Regions from separate parts of the Zea mays genome. Here region 1 is linked to region 2. A link is a contact called in public Hi-C data. All regions are on one chromosome and are shown on one strand. The core of a region is the stretch at or near the end of the contact, and the rest is flanking DNA. Distances in the headings are between cores, read along the strand shown. Region 1 holds the start of LOC103629640 (zinc finger CCCH domain-containing protein 45). Region 2 holds the start of LOC103629637.

Region 1 (4,625 bases), core at 1,515-4,014, 220 kb after region 2:
AGCAATTAAAGGAGTAATGTGATTGTGAGGAATCGAACAAAAAGAGAAATCAATATCCATGCCTATCTAAAGCACGTTCATACGCATAAGCTATGATTATCAGTTATCAGCTCAAAGTCTAATATCCCATCATCTGGAAACGGCAAGCTACGATTAAAGTGGTGATAAACAAACAGGAGTACATAATCAGCAAGAAAACTGCACCTTAAGCCACTGCATAGAGAAGTTCCGACCAAAATGTGCTGTTCCATGAGCAGATTTCCAATTTCCACCACCAATGTAGCCACCAATCCTAGAAGTCATCTTTGCACACCCCTTGAAAGGCATAACATTTAGTCTAGTAAATAAACTTAATTGAACAATTTAAAAATACCAGTTTCAAATATTAGATCAAAAACAGGCAAATATAACAGTATTCATATCAAATAGGAACCTTCAGTATACCTGGAAATTGCGAGTTCTATTAATTGAGAATATCAAAATAACATTCTCAGTGGATTCAAAAGCTTCATTGAGTTTAGCCTCGTTACTCCTCTGTGTAGCCCAAATTCCTTGCTGAACTGATATTTCCAGATTCTCCCGATTGCAACTTTTAACAATGAAGTACCTGATGTTTTACATTTACCAACCCAAGACTGAATTAGAGAACCATTATAGTATAGCACAGCTGATACCACTAAATAATTAAACGGAACTTCTGACAGATGGATAGGTGATGGTACTACTAAAATATGGGCTAGATTACTGCATGCACTCAGCCATAGCAATAGGTACAAAAGTTTTAAAAAAATCACAAAAGTAAGCAAGTAACCTGACAGAAGGTGAACCCATAGAACTGTTATTCATAAAACTAAGTAACTAACTTGCTAAGCTCCATATATATTTCAACAAGCGAGTCAAATATCCGATTACTATGTCTGTAAAACAGAAGGGATATTCTAACCCTTATTTTTCAAGGGATTGCTCAAGATACCCAAAAAAAAGAAGGAAAGATATTGATTTCCCAAGTATCGCAACACATGAACCATCTCATGTGCTACTTGAACTTTCCAGCATGAACTTTGTCCATACAAACATAGTAATAGTTTAGCAGTAACTACTGTTACACAAGCTTCTATTGAAGAGTTAAATATTGTGGAACCAACCAGAGAGAATAACTAGCTAACCTAGATTTGTAATCCGAAGAGCGAAACGACTACAAGCTTTTTCTTTCAATAGCTTGAAATTAAGTACAATGTATCAACAAGTGTCAAAACATATAATATGTCATAGTTTTATGAGATACACTGTTGCAACCAAAACTAAGTGCGTAGTTTTCACTGTTCTAAAAGTTTTACAAGCATGACTAGAAACTCCACACACACCTAGATGGTCCTTGTGGAAGGGGTGTGGCGATTCTAGTGGCTTGATGACCATTTGAAACACCTTGGGCCTGATCATTTGTATTTGGCTTCTGCTGCTGCTGTGGTGGTTGTTGATTCAGCGTTTGTGCTTGTTGTCCACCAGCTGGTGGATCCACGGCAGTGGCATTTTCTGCCGAGTTTTGGTTAGGCAACCCAGAACCTTGTGGATGTTGAGGTCTCTCCCCTTGATGATTATAATTATTATTTCTATTCTGACTGTATCTGTTAAAAGAGCGCATCTGCAAAATCTTCTGAAGAACTTCCTCAACAGAAGGCGGTGGCCCAGGGAGCTTGATATGCTTATACCGGCAATTAGGACCATTGGGACAAAAACCCATCTTGTACCTGTAAAGTATGGAACAACATAGATTCAGATGTGATGAAAGATGGAAATCAATCATTCTTAACTTTGAACAATCAAAATACAAAAACTAATCGTTAGAATAATATAGTCACAGCTTTACAAGTTATAGTTGTATGGCCATTTTTGTAGCAAAAAAACAGCCAGATACATTGCATTCCCGGAATATCATGTCAGATGCAGCTTCTTTCAGTGAAATTATCGAAGTAGCCAAGTTTATTATATTGAATCAAACCACATGTAGCAACCGAGGGCTAACTAAGACCGACCTAGAGGACCAGAGACTATGATCACTATAATCTCAAACCCAAACTCGAATCAATCACCACGAATTTGCCATCTTAGTTAGAAATTTTTCGGACAAGTTAGCAAATTTCTTCGACCACAGCCGCCACCAAGCTTATAAAAAGCCGTCTTTCCCACCCAGACGTTTACATCAACACTTTCGTGTGGCATCAGAGATCTCACATGTTGCACTCCTTGACGTCGTCGTACGAGTGCTTGTACGCGCAGTCGGGCTCGCGGCACTCGCCGAAGTCGCGGAAGAAGCGGCAGACGGGCATGCGGGCCTTGTCGAACTGGTGCAGGAATCCGCAGGCCTCGCCCTTCATGCAGAGGCCGCGAAGCCAGTGCCGGCACACCGTTTGGCGGTAGCTCCCGCGACCTCGGCCGCGCCCGTGCATACCCAGCCCGTCGCCGCCTCCCCCGACACCCGCGCCGGGGTCGGTGGAGGACGGCACGGGGCCCCCGCCCCCAGAAGCTGGGGCAGAGTCGAGGCCGCCCTCGAAATCGAAGCTCAGTCCGCCATCGCTGTCGTCCATGGGAGATGCTAGGGTTTAGGATTTTTTTTCTCTCTTTGATTCGATTGGACAGTTTTTTTCTTCCGGGGGTGGTGGAGTGGAAATCAAACTCCATTTTTTCACATGTAGTGTTTGGATGTGCTAAATTTTAGCACCTGCCATATCCTAATTTGGGGTGAGGAGAGTGAGATGTCTTTTGCTCAGTTGGATCACTTTTAGCTCATTCTAGCATACTTTATGAGCTAAATGGCTAAAAGCATGTACAACTTTATTAATTAAGAATCTCTGGGTTAAGTGAAAAAATCAAGAGATGACTCTTCGTGAAGGGTATATCTCTACACGATTCCCTATATAAGGTTTGCATCATGTAGTCTTTTAGTTGTCTCGGAAAATCGATCTAAGTGCCTAGGGTTGTATATATCTTAATAGGTGCAAAAGTTTAGCACTTCATTTTTAGTATCTTTTACCACTCATGTTTGGATCTCCAAGTGCTAAAGTTTAGCTAAAAGTATAATGTTAAACTTTAGCACTATGGATACAAACAGGTCCAAAGGTTAGTTTACGTCACATCGAATGTTTGGATGCCATTATAAGTATTAAATATAGCCTAATTACATAACTAATTGCACATATGAAGCCTAATCGGACTATACCTTAGTCATGTGATGCTACATTAAAAATTTGTTAGTCATGGATTAATTAGGTTTAATAAATTTGTCTCATCGTTTAGTCTCCATTTGTGTAATAAGTTTTGTAATTGGACTATATTTAATTCTCAAAACTAACATTCAAATAGCTGATGTTACGTAGACTAAACTTTAGTTAAGGGAACCAAACACCCTAATACAAGCGACATCATTTATATCCATCACTATGCTAGGGCATATCTCACTCATGAATGTAGTATATATTAAATGCATAATCTTCATATGATACAACAATAACTATAACAAGATAGAAGTAGTTGAACTTATGTTGCACATGACATATTGCCTATGAAAAGATGTAAATATCACCTCCCTTATGATATAAAAGTGAGACGTAAAGCAACATACAAAGTGTTTTTGACAACTAGGGCTAGACAACATTTGAGTATATAAGCTTTGTATACACTTACATATAATCATCCACCACATAGAGGACGTCTGGTATTATGCTCAAACGGCTCGAGCCACACTACATCACATGAGCGGTTACAACCCTATCAACGTTATGATCCAGCAGTTCTAGACCTACATCTCTTTGTCTCTCTAATTTTCTCTAGTACCATATGCATCAAGTGTCGTATCTCGACGGTATTGGGTGAGTCGGGTAGTGACGTGACACGCTTTGTTGTGTTGTATTGACATGGCTTCACGAGTGCACCCAATCAATAAAGCACTTGAGAGCACTTAGAGGGGGTGAATAGGTGATACTGTAAAAATAGCTTAAAACAATACAAACTTGGTCTAATGATTAAGTTAGTGCAAACTCAAACCAAGTTTGGATGATAAAAAGAGAGATAAGTTCCCTTCGCTTGATTGCTCTTTCAAAATATCAAAGATTCTAAGAGCAATAATACAAGTGGGTAGAGAGAACTTAGGAAGAATGAAAAAATCCCAATAAAGTAAATGAGACAAAAGACACGACGATTTTTATCTCGTGGTTCGGTCAAGTGTAATATATTTGCCTACTTCGTGTTGTGGTGTCCTAATGGACAAGGGTACTCAACCCTCTCAAGCGATCACAAAGATCAACTTGAGTGCCACATTCTTCCTTTATCACCTATATTCCATTTGCGAGAAATCTCCACAACTTGTAGTCTCTCTCGGCCTTACAAATGATCAAAATCACAGCTTAGAGTAAGGGAGGGAGATAGAATGCAAACAATAGAGCAAATCACAAAAACACACGCAAGAAAGCTAAAGACATGAGCGCGAGAACACAATATCACAAAGACAACTAGAAAACTAGCGCTCGAATCTCACTAAAATCACTAGAAGGCATGGTCGCAGAGTTTCCAGAGTGTTGGTATGCTCTTGAGATGCTTGGGTATTGGTTGGAGGCGCCTAGGGGTCCCTT
Region 2 (4,523 bases), core at 1,615-4,114:
AAGGTAGAATGTTGAAGATAAGCACATTTTTAGGCTGGCTACCAATGGAAAATATTCAGCGAAATCTGCCTACGAGGGGCTTTTCATTGGCTCGATTCCTTTTGAACCGTATGAGAGGATATGGAAAACCTGACCGCCTCCTAAATGTCGGTTTTTTCTGCGGTTAGTTGCTCAAAAAGGTGTTGGACAACTGATCGTCTAGCAAAAAGAGGATTGGATCACCCTGATAGCTGCCCTCTTTGTGAACAAGAAAGTGAAACAATAGACCATCTACTGGTCTCTTGTGTTTTCTCAAGGGAGTGTTGGTTCCTTTTGTTGAGACAATTTGGACTGCATACTCTGTCCCCCTCAACCAGAAAATGATAGTTTCCTGGACTGGTGGAGGACAATAAGTGAAATGGCAGCTGGACAAATGAAGATGAGGATTAACTCCCTTGTTTTGCTTGGTGCTTGGACCTTATGGAAGCACAATAATCAGTGTGTCTTCAAGGGCAGCAATCCGAGTATTGCTGCTGTTCTGGAGCAGGTTGGAGAAGAGCGAAGGTTGTGGGAGATGGCAGGGGCTAAAGGGCTTATTTTCCTAGCAGCTAATCTTCCTCACGGCTAATTTCTGTTTTTTTCCTAAGGCAGTTCAAGGTTTGTTTACTGTTTTGAGGGGTTTAAACCTCAATGTCATGGCTTGTAAGGGCTTCGGCCCAACTTTCTTCTTAAATATAATGATATGCAGCTCTCCTGCATATTTGAGAAAAAAAAATGATGATTGTAACAAATAAAAAAGACCCAATTGGATAATAGTATTGATACCAAATAAGGACTATGTAAAGAGTAATGAGGGATACATGAGACACAACCTAGATTAGAATATTACACTGATATCCTTGACAATTATTATACTTTAACACCCTCTCTCAAATGCAACATGAATGCAATGTCATTGTATTTGGAGAGTTGATACTATACACTAGACTTAAAAAAATATAAAAGAAACGAAGTACATCCAAAATCAAAGATGCCGTTGAACCATATAACTCTTAAAAAAATGTTGATGTAGAAAATGATCTCTACAAGAAGGTAATGATTTCACGACACAGTACTTCAGCAAATACCTCAAACCTTCATAGAATAGTACTTCAAGTCTTCAACTATGAACTTTGCTTTGAAAACTCTGGCCTCTACAAGAATAAAGATATGTATCAAATCAAGTTAAAGGAAGAACAGAGATATCACTCCTGCAAGACAACATGCAGTGATATAGAGCCTATTTGGTTCAGCTTTTTATAACAATTTTTTTAGAATCTAGATTCCTAGAGAATCTAGGTGTGGGGAGAATTTGAATATCGTGAGGTTTACGTGCGGAGGAAGATGAAGTGGTCTATAAGGTTTAGAGTTTAGAAAGGGACGTATTCCTTCCATCGTGCGACAGATTCTAGGTTCATGTTGATTAAACGATTTTCACCAAAGCGATTCTCACATAAGCGGACTGAGTGGAGCGTTTAGCTGCCAAAAGCTGCTTCTGGCGGCTAGAATCCAATTTTAAGCTGAAACAAACTCTCTCATAGAATGGTGATGACGATAAATAGACGGTCGTTGTAACAAAATAGCTAGGAAAGAGACAAGAGGACGTAGGACCTGTTTGGATCTACGGTGCTAAAGTTTTGTAGTACACTTTTAGTAAACTTTAGCACTTAGAGATCCAAACGAGAATGCTAATAGGTGCTAAAAGTAAAAGGTACTAGAAATGAAGTCATAAAACCTAAACCCGACCCGTAATCACATCAATAATGATTATTTAAATAGATGAGCTCAGCTAACCAAAGAAAAAGAATAAAAGTTAACTGCTTTGACAATAAATTTATAGACTCCGCTCCGCATGGACAAACTGTAGCGTGTAGAACTGGAATGGACTGATGCAATGAAATTAAATAAAAAAAGAGCCTCAATAGGATGAGCGAAAGAGACGACACAAGAGAGAAATCCACCAGAGGTGCATAGTTAAACAGGAGAAACCACCACCCACACGGAGGATCCCAAGTGGTCTAGTCGAACAGCATAGCAGACCACCAGCCATAGGCCATAGCAGCAGGTGGCAGAAAACACAGAGCACCAATGTGTGCACACCTCTGACCGCACAGATGGGGATTGCGGTGGTCGGACGTCCATTCCGCTCCTGAAGATGGATGGAGACGGACGGTCGGTCGGTACCTTCCCTCCTTCCGCCCCTGAATTCGGACAGGGCGACAGACAACAGCTCCGCCGGCCGCGTGTACGGGTGACGGCCCTGCGGACAGCAGGGACTAGCGGGGATGGGTGCGGAGATGGGCAGACGAGCGCCGCGACGACGCTCAGATCCCGAACAAGCAAACACATGTTCGCGCGAAGACGACAAAGACGAAGACATACGGCTCTGCGTCGATTCCAATGGGAACTGTGACGACAGGCTCCCACGACGGACGGTGCGCGCCGTGGACGGCACGCGAACTCCTCTAACCGGCGGCGCGGAGATTCCCCTTCGTCTGACGGACGGGTGCGCGGACGACGAATTCCCGTGTGCGGACTCCATGACACCAGCTTGACTGCTCCTGCATAACGACTAGACGCGACTGAAAACAAAAGTCGAAGATTGACGAGGCCGCCCCTAGGACCAGAGTTTGATCTTCCCGGGGGCAGAGCAGCAGAGGGAAGGGTCGGGAAAAATTAACCTTTTGCCAGTGACATATAAAATACAATGTCAGTGATTGAGCTGTCAATGACTGATGGTTAAGTGAATTTCGTAAAGTTGGCAAAAATTAAGACCCCCCCAATAGGACCATATATAGAGTATACGAGGGATACAGGAGAAAAACCCTAGCCCAGAAGATTACACAAGCACCCTTAACTATTATACCTTCACAATGATCAGCTTTATTGGTGTACAGGCTGCTAATGAGGTTAAGCACATGAAGGCTGTTCAGGCTGATCGTTTAAAGAAGCTGCAGGATCTTCGCATGAAGCTTAACGAGTGTTCTGCTACGGAGATAAAGCTAGCGCAGGCCATTGAAGATGAGATACATTTAACTATTACTGCTGTGCTTTCAGCGGATGACAATAGAAAGACAGCTTGTCAACTTGCTTTCCGCGAGGATCAGCAAATTATCAGGGTAACCGAGTCTTTCTTTAATTCAACCAACGCAAATGCTTGTTAAGGAGAAAATTTGTCATGCAGTAACTACTTGCTTTTCTTAGGGGGGAGATAACTATTTGCTTTCTGTATCAGGATAAGTGGATACATATTTCCCGTGCTCTGATGGATGAGAGAGGACCATGGTCTGCTAACCCTTTTCCAAATGATGTTGTGACTCACTGGAAACTTGACAAGACAGAGGATAGATGGAGGCGGCGGTTCAAGTTCAAACGTAATTACAAATTTGATGAACGATTATGTCAGCCTTCACAGTCAAGGAATGAAAGTACAGCAACTTTAGCTGACCAGCTGTACATTAGTGCCAAAATTACTCAGAAAATGAAGCAATTCCTTGTTAAAGGAGTGCGGGGAATCACAGAGGATAGTAGTTACGAACAATTTGAAGACACTAATGACGCGAGTGAATCTTCCCAGAGTAATCCTTCAGAGAGCCAAAACCTTAATAATGCTGCAGATACCTCTGATCATCATGCTTCTGCACATTATAAGAAAGAGCCATCATCTACTAATGGAGATAATGATTATACAAAGGTAAAGAAAAAGCTTTAGTATACATTTCATCTGAAAGCAGAAAACGATTGTTGATTTCTGGTCATTGTCCATTTTGCAGGTGCTATGTTCAGTTCGTTGTGTTTTTGTTACCCCAAAGCGAAAATTAGCAGGACAACTGGATATCACACGAACTGTCATGCATTTTTCTTTTGAATTTTTGGTTGAAGGAACTGGAGGATCATCTGTTTTTAGCAAGTTTAAAGACAAAAAAGATTCAGACTGCAAGAACGAGCTGGGAGGTGTGGACAGACTTGACGGATGCCGAGACAGTATGATTGAAACCAATGGTGTTTTGATGCAAAACCAGTCTAACAAGATCAAACGTCACAAAAGGTGGAACATAACTAAGGTATCTCTCTCCCCTAGTCTTTCCTCTCACTTGCTCACTCTCTTAATCTCCTTCCATACATGTTTACAGATAAAAGGAGTTCATTGGACACGCTACCTACTGCAATATACTGCAATGGAGATCTTCTTTGATGATTCAACTGCACCTATATTTTTAAACTTTTCTTCCCAAAAGGATACTAAAAATGCTGGGACTTTGTTAGTTTCTCTTAGGAATGAAGCTTTGTTCCCTAAAGGAAGTACCAAAGACAAAAATAATATCATTTCATTCGTGGACAGGCGAGTTGGACTTGAAATGGCTGAGAATGCCAGGGAAAGATGGAAAAGGAGGGAAATCAGTAACTTTGAGTATCTTGTGATTTTAAATACCCTTGCTGGAAGATCTTACAATGACTTAACTCAGTATCCTATATTTCCATGGGTATTGGCTGATTACACCTCT

The links. A called contact is a pair of places that touch in the nucleus more often than the background predicts.
Region 1: a contact with region 2 is called in a Hi-C map of root tip, with 3 times the contacts expected there. The contact joins the promoter of LOC103629640 here to the promoter of LOC103629637 in region 2. A contact is called at or near these places in 8 of 25 Hi-C or Micro-C datasets (ear, endosperm, leaf and 2 more).

Annotation. Positions count from the first base shown.
Region 1 is chr6:101,017,740-101,022,364 of Zm-B73-REFERENCE-NAM-5.0, forward strand. LOC103629640 (zinc finger CCCH domain-containing protein 45) reads right to left here and starts at 2,765. Exons shown (of 7, transcript XM_020539324.3): 1 at 2,233-2,765; 2 at 1,365-1,748; 3 at 445-607; 4 at 205-315. The coding sequence starts at 2,585.
Region 2 is chr6:100,799,590-100,804,112 of Zm-B73-REFERENCE-NAM-5.0, forward strand. LOC103629637 reads right to left here and starts at 2,865. Exons shown (of 2, transcript XM_020539322.2): 1 at 2,119-2,865; 2 at 923-1,172. The coding sequence starts at 2,560. The coding sequence ends at 1,108. It overlaps LOC103629638 (BEACH domain-containing protein B), which reads left to right. Exons shown (of 40, transcript XM_020539321.3): 29 at 2,916-3,137; 30 at 3,254-3,712; 31 at 3,792-4,082; 32 at 4,152-4,523.